Linked DNA regions of Mus musculus: region 1 is linked to region 2. A link is a contact called in public HiChIP or PLAC-seq data. All regions are on one chromosome and are shown on one strand. Each heading gives the region's core, a stretch centred on a gene start, on an enhancer-like site or on the middle of the called end of the contact. The rest is flanking DNA. Distances are from core to core; before and after follow the strand shown. Region 1 has its middle 26 kb from the start of Mapk6. Region 2 holds the start of Bcl2l10 (Bcl2-like 10).

What was found. HiChIP or PLAC-seq counts read pairs in DNA pulled down with a chosen protein or histone mark.
Region 1: a contact with region 2 is called in an H3K27ac HiChIP or PLAC-seq map of embryonic stem cells, with 7 read pairs. The contact joins the enhancer-like site here to the promoter of Bcl2l10 in region 2. A contact is called at or near these places in 1 of 39 promoter capture datasets (macrophages), 2 of 15 datasets of contacts at CTCF or cohesin (both in the NIH/3T3 cell line), 5 of 484 Hi-C or Micro-C datasets (brown adipocytes, embryonic stem cells, myocytes and 1 more), 4 of 115 datasets of contacts at active chromatin or transcription factors (all in embryonic stem cells) and 3 of 9 other capture datasets (adipose tissue, liver and pancreatic islet).

The regions. Positions count from the first base shown.
Region 1 is chr9:75,380,576-75,386,754 of GRCm38.p6, reverse strand. No RefSeq gene overlaps it. Among named protein-coding and RNA genes, the nearest start is that of Mapk6, 26 kb to the left of the region's middle. Within about 2 kb of position 3,739, at least 20 of the 459 cell types and tissues checked have an H3K27ac peak or open chromatin away from gene starts, as enhancers often do. A contact at or near this core is called in brown adipocytes and embryonic stem cells, where this site is marked.
Region 2 is chr9:75,345,956-75,352,336 of GRCm38.p6, reverse strand. It overlaps Bcl2l10 (Bcl2-like 10), which reads right to left and starts at 4,579. Exons shown (of 2, transcript NM_013479.2): 1 at 3,982-4,579; 2 at 697-1,326. The coding sequence starts at 4,434. The coding sequence ends at 1,204.

The DNA of each region.
Region 1 (6,179 bases), core at 2,490-4,989, 35 kb before region 2:
TCCCACCGGGTATGTCCAGTGATGGTGTACTCTGTGCGCACACACACACACACACACCCCGGGATGCTCTGGTTGTGCCCCAGCATGTATAGCAGATATGCTGAGTCAAGAGCTTACTCATCCCTAGTGCAAGTAAGGGTGCTCTGTCTGTCGAAGCCTTCATACAGTCAAATGGGATAAACCTTTATGCACTTCAAAGCTGTTAAAACCTGGGGAAGCTTTGAAACTTGCAGAGAAACCTCTATCTCTTCCTCAGTAGATCACCTGGAGGCTGGGCCTGGCCCAGCATTCAACAGGTGGCAGGGGGATCAGGAGTGGAAGGCCAACCTGGCCTCCATGAGCACAGCTGTAAAAAAAAAAAAAAAAAAAAAAACATGGAGGGAAGCCAAGGGTTTCTTTCTTCCTGGGAAACTTGCTCCTGAAATCATTTAATAATGTCAACTTAGCATCAGGAGTAGCTGGACTTTCATTAAAGATTAGACATTTTAAAGCCGTCTAAGGAGGAGGACAGATAACTACTGTGGAACTATATAAAACACGCTTTGTGGGGATCTGGGCTGAGTATTCTTGTTCGTTTTGTTCATCAGACAGGGCCTCAAGTAGGCTCAGCTGGCCTGGCCCGGCCTTGACCTGATCCCTCTGTCTCTGCCCCACAAGTGTTAGGGTTACAGCCATGAGACCCCATGCCTATTTTAGGTGATACCGAGGATTTAATCCAGGGTCTGAGCATATTAGGCAAGTGCCATGTGAAGTACATATATTTAAAAATGAGTTTTGTGATGCAAGGCGTGGTGAGATAGAAACTGTCAGCTAGAGAGGTAGCTCAGGATGTAGGAGTCCTCGCTGCTATTGCAGAGGACCCATCGGGCGGTTCACAACCATCTGCAACTACTTCAGACCTTCAGAGGTGCCTGTACTGCATAGCATACATACCCTCAGGCATTCACAAGAGTACACACAGACACACAGTTTTGGTTTTTAATTGAAGTTTTGGGGACTGGGAAGATGGCTCAGTGGTTAAGAGCACTGGCTTCTGATCTGGAGGAGTGGATTTGCTACCCAGCACCCACTTTTCAAAGTCCCAACAATCTTAACTCCAGTTTCAAGGGTCTAGTGGCTTCTTCAGGCATCAGACAGCAAGTATTGCCCACAGATACATACAGGCAAAGCACTCCTATATGAAAACGTACAGCACAGCTTTGATTGGTTAGTGTCTTTTAGAAATGTAACAGCTCTGTTGGCAGCACCTGATGCAGCTTATTTCCCTGCTTCTTGGCTGCACCAAGAGGTAACAGGGACGGACTGGCCTGTCCCATCTAGTTCTGTAAGCCCATGGTGATGAAATCGTCCAGAGACGTGGATTCTCAGAAGACTTGCTGTCATTAGGCAACGCATGACATGTAATTTGCACTGTGGCCCATTGTCTAAGGAATCAAAGAGGATCATGAGTCAAGTGGTGTTTTAAAAGCAAAAATAAAAACCAACAACTGCACATTCTGAGTTAAAAGCCTGTGTAGTGCTACCCCTTAGGTTGTCACCCTCTCCAAGAGAACGTTTAACACGGATGCTATGGTGTAATTCAGGACACAGTGGATTCCAGTCACCAGGCAGCCTGAACCTTTCATGTCTTCATTTCACCCTTTCAGTTCCCACTCTTATTTTAAAGCCAAAGCCAGCGTAGGCTCTCGCCCTACACAGACGGGTCAAGAACAGTAATTCATTTCAGTCACTTCACCTCAGGCCTGTTTGTGGTCCACGTGATCAGCATCCAGCGTAGAGACCACTAACCATGGAATAGGGAGGGCTGAGTTCTGGATGACCTCATTGGTACTGACTCCCAGTCACTTGCCTGTCAATCTTGGTGGACCCACCTTCTTTCTGTCTGAGACAGGATCTATATAGCCTGCAAGTGTCTCCTGCTTTCTAAGTGCCAAGGTTAGACATGTGCACCACCACACCTAGCTCAAAGTTCCTTTTGAATGAGGAGATAGATACAAAGGCCCTGTGCCTGCCAATCCAGTCGACCCTGGGTGAACTGACCAGGACTGTGTGTTCAGTTGTGATAGCGCAGTGCACTTTAATAAGAGTACAAGGCAAGCATCAATCTCTGCACAAAGCTTTCCAGTGACTCTCTCCCCTTTAAAGACACTGAACTTTGGATCTCACAGCCAAGTAATCATATGCCTGGAAATCTAAAGCTGTACCCAGTATGCTGCTGTCCTACTGTGTGCACAGCCTGTTTTAGTCTAAGCTGCCTGTAGGAGAACAATATAACCAACCTTATACCTTGCGTTTCTCATGCAGTCAGCTTTTAAACCTAAGCTAAGTGCCTATCATTAATCTTAAATCCTTTATTCAGGATTTAAGGACTCAGGCCCCCATGACCCTGACCCAGAATGGTGTGTGTGTGTGTGTGTGTGTATGTGAGAGAGAGAGAGAGAGAGAGAGAGAGAGAGTTGCTGAAAGCAGCCAGTAGGTTGAAAACAACTATTTTTGTTTTGTTTTGAGGCAGGATCTTTCAACATATTCCTGGATATCCTGGAACTCACTATGTAGACCAGGCTGGCCTTAAGCTCAAGAGATTCACTTGTCTCTGCCTCCCAAGTGCTTGGTTTAAAGATGTGTGCCACCACACCAGCAAAAATAATTTTGGGGCTCGAGTAATTTTGGGGCTCAGCAGCTAAGAGCACTTGCTGCACTTCAAGAGAACCGGCTTCTAGCACTCACATCGGGCACTCATAGCCACCTGTAACTCCGGCTCCAGGAATCTAACGCCCTCTTCTGGCTTAAGTGGGCATTGCACACATGTGGCATACACACAAACATAAATACATGTTTTTAATTTTTAAAAATTCTTTGCCGGGCGGTGGTGACACACGCCTTTAATCCCAGCACTTGGGAGGCAGAGACAGGCAGATTTCTGAGTTCGAGGCCAGCCTGGTCTACAGAGTTAGTTCCAGGTAGCCAGGGCTATACAGAGAAACCCTGTCTTAAAAAATTTTTTTCTTTTACATGTGAGTTTTGTGTATCATGTGTACTGTAGAGGCCAGAAGGGTGATCAGATCCATCATCCTGGAGTCCCAGGTCTTTGGGAGCCAACATGTGAGTCCTGAGAATTGAACTCATCTCCTTTGGAAGAGCATTAACTACTCTTAACCCCCAAGCCATCTCTCCAGCACCCTACCCCCCATTTAAAGATTTCTATAAAAGATATTTTTGTTATTTTCCCATACCATATTTTCTGTGCTGTTCAATAAATATAGAGCAAGGCCATTTGTTCGGGATAGACTTCAGACAGACCACAGACTACAAGGATGGGAGCTACAGGGAGAAGTAGAGAATGTACATTTGGGTCCACTCTTGCTCTAAACTACTCCAAGAGGAAGACTTCGTTGCTTAAGGTGATATCACAGAAGCCTACAACAGGGGTGCTCACAAGTTAGAAGGTGTCTGGGTAGGGCTCCTTTTAAACACTCTGGGAGGGTTTGTTGTTGTTGTTGTTGTTCTGTGAACCAGCCCAGCCCTTGCTGATTGATAAATAGAAACAAAAGTAATTGAATCCGGAGGTTTGCTTGTCAAGCTTGAACTTGTGGGGCTCCTTTCTCTGCAGCCTGAGGAGGTCTCCTTAAATCGGGCAGGAGTGGCTTTTGGGGTGTTGTCCCTGTATCTGGTAGTCATAGGATTCCTGGGGAAAGAAGTGGGATTGCATCATCCACTTTGCCTGCTATGATGCCGCATCCGGGTGCCATGAAGCTCAGGAAGTGCCACGGCACTCCAGTCCGTTCCACGCAGACAAAGGGGCCCAGAGGGTCTGCGGCAAGGAAGCAGACCTGCCCGTGTGCTGTGGCCGGCCAGGAAGCAGACCTGCCCGTGTGCTGCGGCCGGCCAGGGGATGGGATTCTGCTCGTGCTTCTCATCTTTAAACTCTATCCCAAGCCTCGTTTTCATGTCTAACTTAAATGGCAGACTGATGTCTGTTCATTTAGACTACTCCCCTGGGTTTACCGCTCCCATAGCTGCCTTCCCTGAACCTCTCACTAGCTCAAGCTGCGACTGAGATGGTGCACCGGGCAGTTCTGACTCTTGCTCATGCATGCATGCTTCAGAGCTGAGCCCAGGCTTGAACCTCAGGCTTCCTTCTACGGCTTCTCAGCTTTGCCTTCTCATGAGCTGCTTACTCCCACACAGGGCCATTAGTACACAATTCACAGGTTACCGTGAGACCTAAATGAGAACACTGAATTACGGGTCTTTAACGTGATGCGTGGTACTTAGTGTATGCTTAATTTTCATGTATATGAGTTTTGCATGCATGTTTGTTTATCGCATGTATGCCTAGTGTCCAGAGGTCAGGAGAGGGTGTCGGGTGCCTTGCAACTAAAGTTAATGACAGTTGCTAGCCATCATCAGATGCTGGAATTCAAACCTAGGTCCTCTGGAAGAGCTGTCAGGGAGCTTAACCTCTGAGCCACTATTCCAAAGCCAGATTTATCTTTATGTGTGAATGTGTGCATGTTTGTGCAGTGCCCATGGAAGCCAGGAATATTGGATTCCCCTGGAGTTACTCACAGCTGTTAGCTTCTCGGTGTGAGTACTGAATTCAGGGTTTTTTGTTTGTTTGTTTGTTTGTTTGTTTTTGTGAGACAGGGTTTCTCTGTGTAGCCCTGGCTGTTCTGGAAACTCACTCTGTAGACCAGGCTGGCCTCAAACTCAGAAATCCTCCTGCTTCTGCCTCCGGAGTGCTGGTATTATGGCATGTGCCATCACTGCCCCGGCCTGAATTCAGGTTTTCTGCAAGAGCAGTCCATGCTCTCCAATCCCCCTTAGTAAGTTTTTATAGTATTTGTCCTATTTGAACCATTTGTTACTTGAGTTAGGGTCTGTTTAGGCCCTGAGACTCCTCTAATAGACCAGCCTCAGCCATCTACTTTCAAAAGCCTGCTGAAGGACAAATTAATACTGAAAACCAGAAAAGGGACAGATGAACAAATCAAAAGTCCAGTGACCACCCAGCCTCTCTCCCAAATCTATTTTCTAGGTTCTAACTTGAGGTTCTGGCTTAAGTAAGGGTCCAGAGGTATATAACATATATAATAAACAGTTTCAGTAAGGTGGTGTGATCATTTACATATATGTTCAAGGGAGTGGCACTATTAGGTGTGGCCCTGTTGGAGTAGGTGTGTGACTATGAGTGTGGGCTTTAAGACCCTCATCCTAGCTGCCTAGAAGCCAGTATTCTGCTAGCAGCCTTCAGATGAAAATGTAGAACTCTCAGCTCTTTATGTACCATGTCTGCCTAGATGATAATGGACTGAACCTCTGGACCTGTAAGCCAGCTCCAATTAAATGTTGCCCTTTATAAGACTTGCCTTGGTCATTGTGTCTGTTCACAGCAGTAAAACCCTAACTAAGAAAGAAGTAGTCCTATTCATTATCGTTGCTTGGGCTCCAGTCTCTCTTTTAAGATAGTGGATAAGCTGTAATTCTGTCTCTCGGAGACAAACTCCCCTCCCCACCACACCATCCCTCAGGCCAGTGTCAGCCTTCAGCTTTTCCTTCTAGCAAGAGACAACTGAATATTCCAATTTTGGAGAGTTCATTGTTTCAATAGTCTGATAGATTATGTGTGCAAATATATCTTTAGAAATCTGTCCTGCCAGGACTGTTCATTCTTCCCAGAACAGATAGAAACACTGACTGTCTATACTAAGTAATCTTTCCACATTAGAACATCTTTTTTTTTTTAAGACTTATTGTTATATGTAAGTACACTGTAGTTCTCTTCAGACACACTGGAAGAGGTCAGATCTCATTACAGATGGTTGTGAGCCATCATGTGGTTGCTGGATTTGAACTCAGCAACTCTGGAAAAGCAGTCAGTGCTCTTAACCACTGAGCCATCTCTCCAGCCCAGAACATCTTTATTTTCTTTTTTGAGACACGGTTTTTCTGTGTAGCCCTGGTTGTCCTGGAACTCACTCTGTAGACCAGGCTGGCCTTGAACTCAGAAATCTGCCTGCCTCTGCCTCCCAAGTGCTGGGATTAAAGGCGTGTGCCACCACTGCCCAGCCAGCCCAGAACATCTTATCTTGATGGTCAGGGCTTTCTGCTGTAGCTCTGGGCTCACTTTCTATCCTTTCTCACCAACCCAGACTCTTGCTTGAAACAGTTCTATGTGG
Region 2 (6,381 bases), core at 3,330-5,829:
CACACCACTATAACGAAGCAAAACGAACAAATGTAGTTTGGCTGGTGAGATGGCTTGGTAGGTAAAGGTATTTTCCAGCAAGCTTGGTGACTCAAATATGATCTCCAAGACCCACATTTCCAGTCAGAAACATTGTCACATTTACAGTCAGAAATACTGTCACATGCACACAAACCAACCATGATCAGACCCAGTTTTATGAAATGGCAAGCTGATAATGGCCAGGGAGGTTTGCTGGGACACAATGTTTACCCACTATACAGGGCTTGAGTAGACTGAAGAGTGGAAGGGGGAAAGGAGGAATGGTTTATGAACTTTCATGTAGATGAAATGTTTAAAACAAAGCATTGTTAAGGCTGCAGAGATGGATCAGTGGTTAAGAGCACTGGCTGCTCTTCCAGAGGACCCAGGGTTGATTCCCAGCACCTGCGTGGTGACTCATAACCATCTGTAACCCCTGCTCCAGGCATCTGATACCCTCTCCCGGCCTCACAGGCATAAGACATATCAGTGGTGCACAGATCGTACAAGCATAACACACATACACATTATAAAAATAAAAATTACTCCCCGCACAGCAATATAAACCAAATCCTGGTTTATATTGGAGACAATAAAAGTAAATTGTCATCAATTTGAGTTACTCCTAAGAACAAGAGTCTTGCCAAGTTATAGAAAGACATTTTCTTTTTTTCTCCCTTTTTAAAAAAGCGCATACATTTATTAAGAATTTGAAGTTATTAAAAATGTATTAAGGGGAGTATTATAAATTCAGAAGTCCTTAGAACTAGGCACAGAAGAATTTAGGTTTCAAGGGATTCCTTCCAGTTTCCTATTGCATTCCTCATTGCTCTGAGCTTTAGGATCCCCTGCCCTGGAACCCTGGCAGCTCAAGAACCCAGAACAGATGGGGGAGGCTCTGCTGCACCTGCAGCCAAATTCAGACAGCTGGACATCCAGTCAGTGTGTGTAGCGTTTTCTGAAGTTCTCTGGAGTGATGGGGACCATTTCCTCACTTAGCAGCGAAAAGCTACATGGGCCCCTTTCAAATGCTGGCCCCATCACAAACCCAGAACTCCATGTAGCATGCAGGTAGAAATGTCTCTAGGCTGGAGGACTTCCTCAGTTCTTATCCAATTACCCAGAATTGTTCCTTAGAGGGTTCACAGGTAGGTAGGTAAGATCGCTTTAAAAATTTTAAACTTATAAACGTTTCCAGATAAAAAAGATGGCTGTTGCAAAGAAGCCTGACAGAAAAGCCTGAATCAGCAATCTTCTCCAGAAGCCGAGCGGTAAAGGATTCTTGAAGAAGCGGCAAAAGCCATCCTGCAGGGTGGGGGGAAAGACAAGAATTAGCCTGTCTCCTCATGAACAAACCTGGGCCCCAGATTCACAGTAGGCACAGCTGGAGGGATGGCTCCGAAGTTAAGAGCACTGTCTGCTCTTGCAGAAGATTTGGGTTCCGTGCCCAGCACCCACATAGTGTCTCACAACTGCCCATAATTCCAGTTCTAGGAGATCTGACATCCTCTCTGGCCTTCCCGAGCATTTCCACATAAAGGGCTAGCTCAGAGCTTAGAGGTCAAACATGTGATGAGCATGCACAAGGCCCTGGACCAGTCTCCAGTATGAAGAACACTCTAGGATACATGGGAGGTTTTAGATCATGCCATACAAATAAAGGCACCTGGCTACCGGACACCTCCCAGTTAGGTTTTGTAATAAGCAATCCAACTTGCTGCATCAGCAACCATCTAACTGCCTCATATGGCACAGATATCCTCAGTACACCTCAACGCTTACTTAAGACACCTTGGAGAACTCTCTTAAAACCTCTTATTACTCTCTGATCCCTTCCCCACAACCTCCAGTAAAAAGCATTCTCTCCTTTGACAGCACAGTCTATCTTCAGCCCTTCTAGTCACTCTTGACCCTCTCTCTGTAAATCAAATTCAAAATGGTTTCAAAACTCATGGGGGACCCCCCTGGATCACAGCTCTGGTTACTCCTTTAATAAGTATCTTGGTTCTTATGGTCACAGGCCCCCTCTTGAATACACTTTCCCTCTCAATTCATCCAGACTGCTGTGTGGTGCATCACACACACTCATGTGGACAATATCCTACTATTGTGCCAATCTCTGACTCAGATACCCGGAGATGGGAGACCTGCTGACCGCACCACCCAAGTCAGTATGACAGCGATCAGACACTTAACGCCTGTTATCTCCAGACCAAAAAAGGCTGGGAATGTTATATGTGAACTAGAGGGTATCCAGGCCATGCTGACTCGCAGCAGCTGCTTTCTCTACCTTCACAGCTTGTGTAAAAGAAATAGCAGATAACCCTGTTGAAAGTCAGCCTGGGAACTCGTAAGCCTCTATTCCCCAAAGGGAACAGCTGGGTGCCTGACACCCTAAGTAATCAAGGGCTATGGGTAGCAAATCCTGTATCGTGAACAGACACTAACTAAAGGGCCCAATCTTTCCCACTTCCCCTCCTGCTCTAGCATCGGTGACTGCTACACACACCCATGCATCCACACGGACGGATTCATCACTATGTGGCACACGACCTACCCCTTCCTCTGGAGCCTTTGAGACCTAAAGAGACCTCGCTTGGCCTTATGGACCTAAACTCTATGCAGAGCTGTCGCCATGTTGTCTTCTCAGGGTGCTAGTAAGTCTGATAGTGAATCTCTCTCCCCCAAAAAGGAAAATCTGACCAAGGCTGAGATGAGAGCTTATGAGAGAGAGGAGGTAGAGGGAGGAGCCAGGAGGCAGAGGGAGAAATCAACACTCGGTCTTAATGACCTCTTCAGAGGGCTCAGAGAGGGTCCTTGGAAACTCGGCTGAAGGCAGTCTGTGGGCCCAGTGGAGACCCGTCCATCAGGAGCAGGGCAGGTACTAACATGTCCTGCTGCCTTGCCTTTCCCAGGTAGCTTAAATGCAGACTCCTGACAGGAGTGTAATCCATTTGGGTTTTGTATAGCAGGTTTTAATGGTTAAGTTATATTTACCCCATAATGTATCCATTTTGATTCAACCACAATGAAGAGGGAGGTAAAGAAACCTGAGGAGGCTAAGCTCAGCCTCCAAGGGGCCTGTTGTGGACTAACCTAAGATAGAAGGGTTCCCTTCCCTTTCCTCCCCTTTCCTCCCCTTTCCTCCCCTTTCCTCCCCTTTCCTTTCTTTTTCTCTCCTCTTTTCTGGTGATGCTGGGGATCGAACCCAGGGCTTCACAGATGCTAACAGTCTACCATCAAGCTTTTTATCCTCATCCTGTGTGTTTTCCTTGATCAATAGCTCCATGCAGCTGGAGGGAGGCTAAGGACTGCCTCGTTAGCCTACACCACCGAGATTAAGGACCAACCGAAAGCCATGAGCCTGGAGGTTGCCCAGCAGGGAAAAGTACAGTGGCCTAAAAGATCCCAGTCAGGCTCCTCACTTGGTGGCCCCACACATTTCACAATCCCTAAGGCCTTACTCTAATAAGGGTAAGTCTGGGCATGGTTACTGCTCCCTTTATACCACTTGGGCCTATTAGACTTAATCAACCCTCCCTGACAGTCCTGGGCTAAGAGTTAGGGTAAGCCAAGTGTGCCTGACTGCCCCTGAATGAAGTTTTATAAAAGCTATTGAGTAAGAGCAGCCTATAAAGAAATCCCTGAAAAAAAAAAAAAAAAAAAAAAAAAAAAAAAGAAATCCCTGGGCTGGAGATGTGGCTCACTTAGTTCTTGCCCAGTATGCTCAAAGCCCTGGCTTCCCCTTCTAGCACCACAAAAACCCACCATAATGACATAGCCTGTAATCCTGGTGCTCATGGGATAGAAGCAGGAGGACCATAGTGGCAGGGTAGTATCTGGTGAGGTTTGAGGCCAGCCTAGGCTGGCTACATAAGACCCTGCGGTAAAGGCACTCAACACATCCTCCTGTGCCCCGTCTCCCAAGCCATCTCCGTCACCCTCCTCCAGTGGTCTCACCCAGCCGCCGAGAGCCTCCAGCCTGGCGCGGTGCCGACGCCCCATGAGCAGATTATACAGAAAGTTCACTATGAGACAGCAGTCTCGGGTCACTATGACACGATTCCCCAGATCCCTCTTCTGCTTGACAGCCATGTAAGGGCCTTGATTCATAAGCGTCCCCGCGAAGGCCAGGAGCATCACCAGTTGGCTCCAGCTGAAGTCTTGGTCTTTGGAGAGCAACTTATCTGCCATCTGTTTCACCAGCTCCAGGCGATTGCCCCGGCTTTCGCAGAAGGAGGAAAAAAATTCTTGGTGCTCCTGCTGGATCTGCCTAGTCACAGAGCGAAGCAAGGCCGCCTCGACAGACGTGGGCGGTGGCTCTGGGGTGTCCGGCTCCCGTGCGCAGAAGAATATGTAGTCAGACAGCAGCCGTCTAGTGCGTTCATGCAGTGGGTCCTGCGAGTCGGCCATCCTTTGGCTCCTGCACCCGGTCCAACCTCAGTAGGCTTTCTAGGCTCAGCTACTTCCCACTCTGACCCACCTGGACATTTGGGAATATCACTTGCACCTGGTACAAGGAGAGCGTCATGGGGTGGGGCAAGCAGGAGCAGCGGGAGACCCTCGGATTATTGTTGAGGTTTAAATAGATGGGGGCTGGAACTTTCTAGGGAGTGAATAGGTCATTCTCCTGCCTCAGCCTCCGGAGTTGCTGGGATTACAGACTTGAGTCATCAGGCCCAGCTGGTAGCGATTGCAATTGGCCTACTTGTTTGGGAATTAAGGATATACCCATCATTTTGCAAGTGGTTGTCCCAGGCTGGAGGAGGCAAGGTGGCCCCAACCCCTGACTCTTGCCTATTTCTGACCTACCAGCAATGCCTCCTAGAGCCTGTCTGTTCTCCATTGATACATTTCTAGTACAGTGGTTCTCAACTTTCCCAATGCGGCTATCTTCAGGTTGTGGTGACCCCAACTATAAAATGATAGTTGCTACTTCAAAACTGTAATTTTGCTACTGTTATGAAGCATAATGTAATATCTAATATGTAATATGTAGGATATCTAATATATGGCTCCCACAGGGGTTGAGACCCATAGGTTGAGAACCACTGCTCTACTGAGCAGGCCTGCTGGGCTCTAGCCTTTGTGGGCCCTCTCGGGGCTCCTTTTTGGCATTCTGTGATGCTGATGTTACCCCAAGTTTCCTCAGAGGCCTTCTCCCAGAGGCCAACTCTGCCCAGTTGTCCTGGTCCCTTCTTTAAGCCCACACTCTCTAGAGTTCTGCTTTAATCCAGGAGAGTCTTCCTGGGGGCCTGAGGGGCAGCAAAGAGAGCTCTTTAGAGTGTGGAAGTATAATCCAGAACCCTTCTGAGTCCCTGAGACGCTTTCAGGGCTCCTGAGGGATATTTACATAATATTAATGACATGACAAAAATATATGTGGCTTTTTGTCACTCTGAGTTCCGCAGAGACTGCTGAAGTGGGGACAGTGCCATTCTGCTGACTGGAAGAATGTTGTTCTGTATTCTGAGGGTCTCTGTAAGGAGCATGGGGCTGGGGCTACAAAGCCAGCACTAAGCAAAGAGCCAGGCAGAGTAGGATAAGACAAGACAGACAATCTAGAGACACACATACCCCCTTCTTTTCAGGGTCAACAAATCTTTGGCTGGTCAGACACCCAAGGCCATCCACAATGCCAGTTTTTTTAGCAGTGTCTGAGGTGTCCTTTGGTTCCCAGTACACTTAAACAAAACAGAATTAAGCATTCTTTTAAAAGATGAGGTCTTGGAGCTGGGGCTATATTTCAGTTGGTAGAGCGTGAATCCTGAGGGAAGGCCTGGATCTGATCTCTAGCAGCACCTACAGTCTTAGTGCATCTAGTGTGCAGGGCACGCTGGCCGATCAACATCTGAGAGGCCAAGGCAGAGGGATAGAAAGTTCCCAAGCATACTTGACAATGTAGAAGGTTTGAGGCAGCCATGATACCTTGTTTCATTATAAACATAACAAGAGGCAGGGAGGGAGACTGCTCAGTGGGTAAGGATGCTTGCTACCAACTGGGCCTGACAACCTGAGTTCCATCTGACTTCCTGACTTCCACTGTTTATACTCTGACCTCCACGTGGGCTCTGTGGCCTGTGTATTCACGACCACACACAGAGAATTAAAAAAAAAAAATCAAATAGATGAATAAATAAATAAATACCAGAGCAAAACAAAAACATTGAGAAGATGAGGCCTCACTATGTGGCTGAGGCTGAACTTGATCTCTTGGCTTCAAGCTATCCTTTGGCCTCTGCTTCTCTGTACCTGAACTTAAAAGTATGTGCCACCATTTCTATTAACATGGCATCTCATTACACGAAGAGTTTCTAAAAGAACAAACCTCTACACCTTTAAAAGAACAAAAGGAAGAAA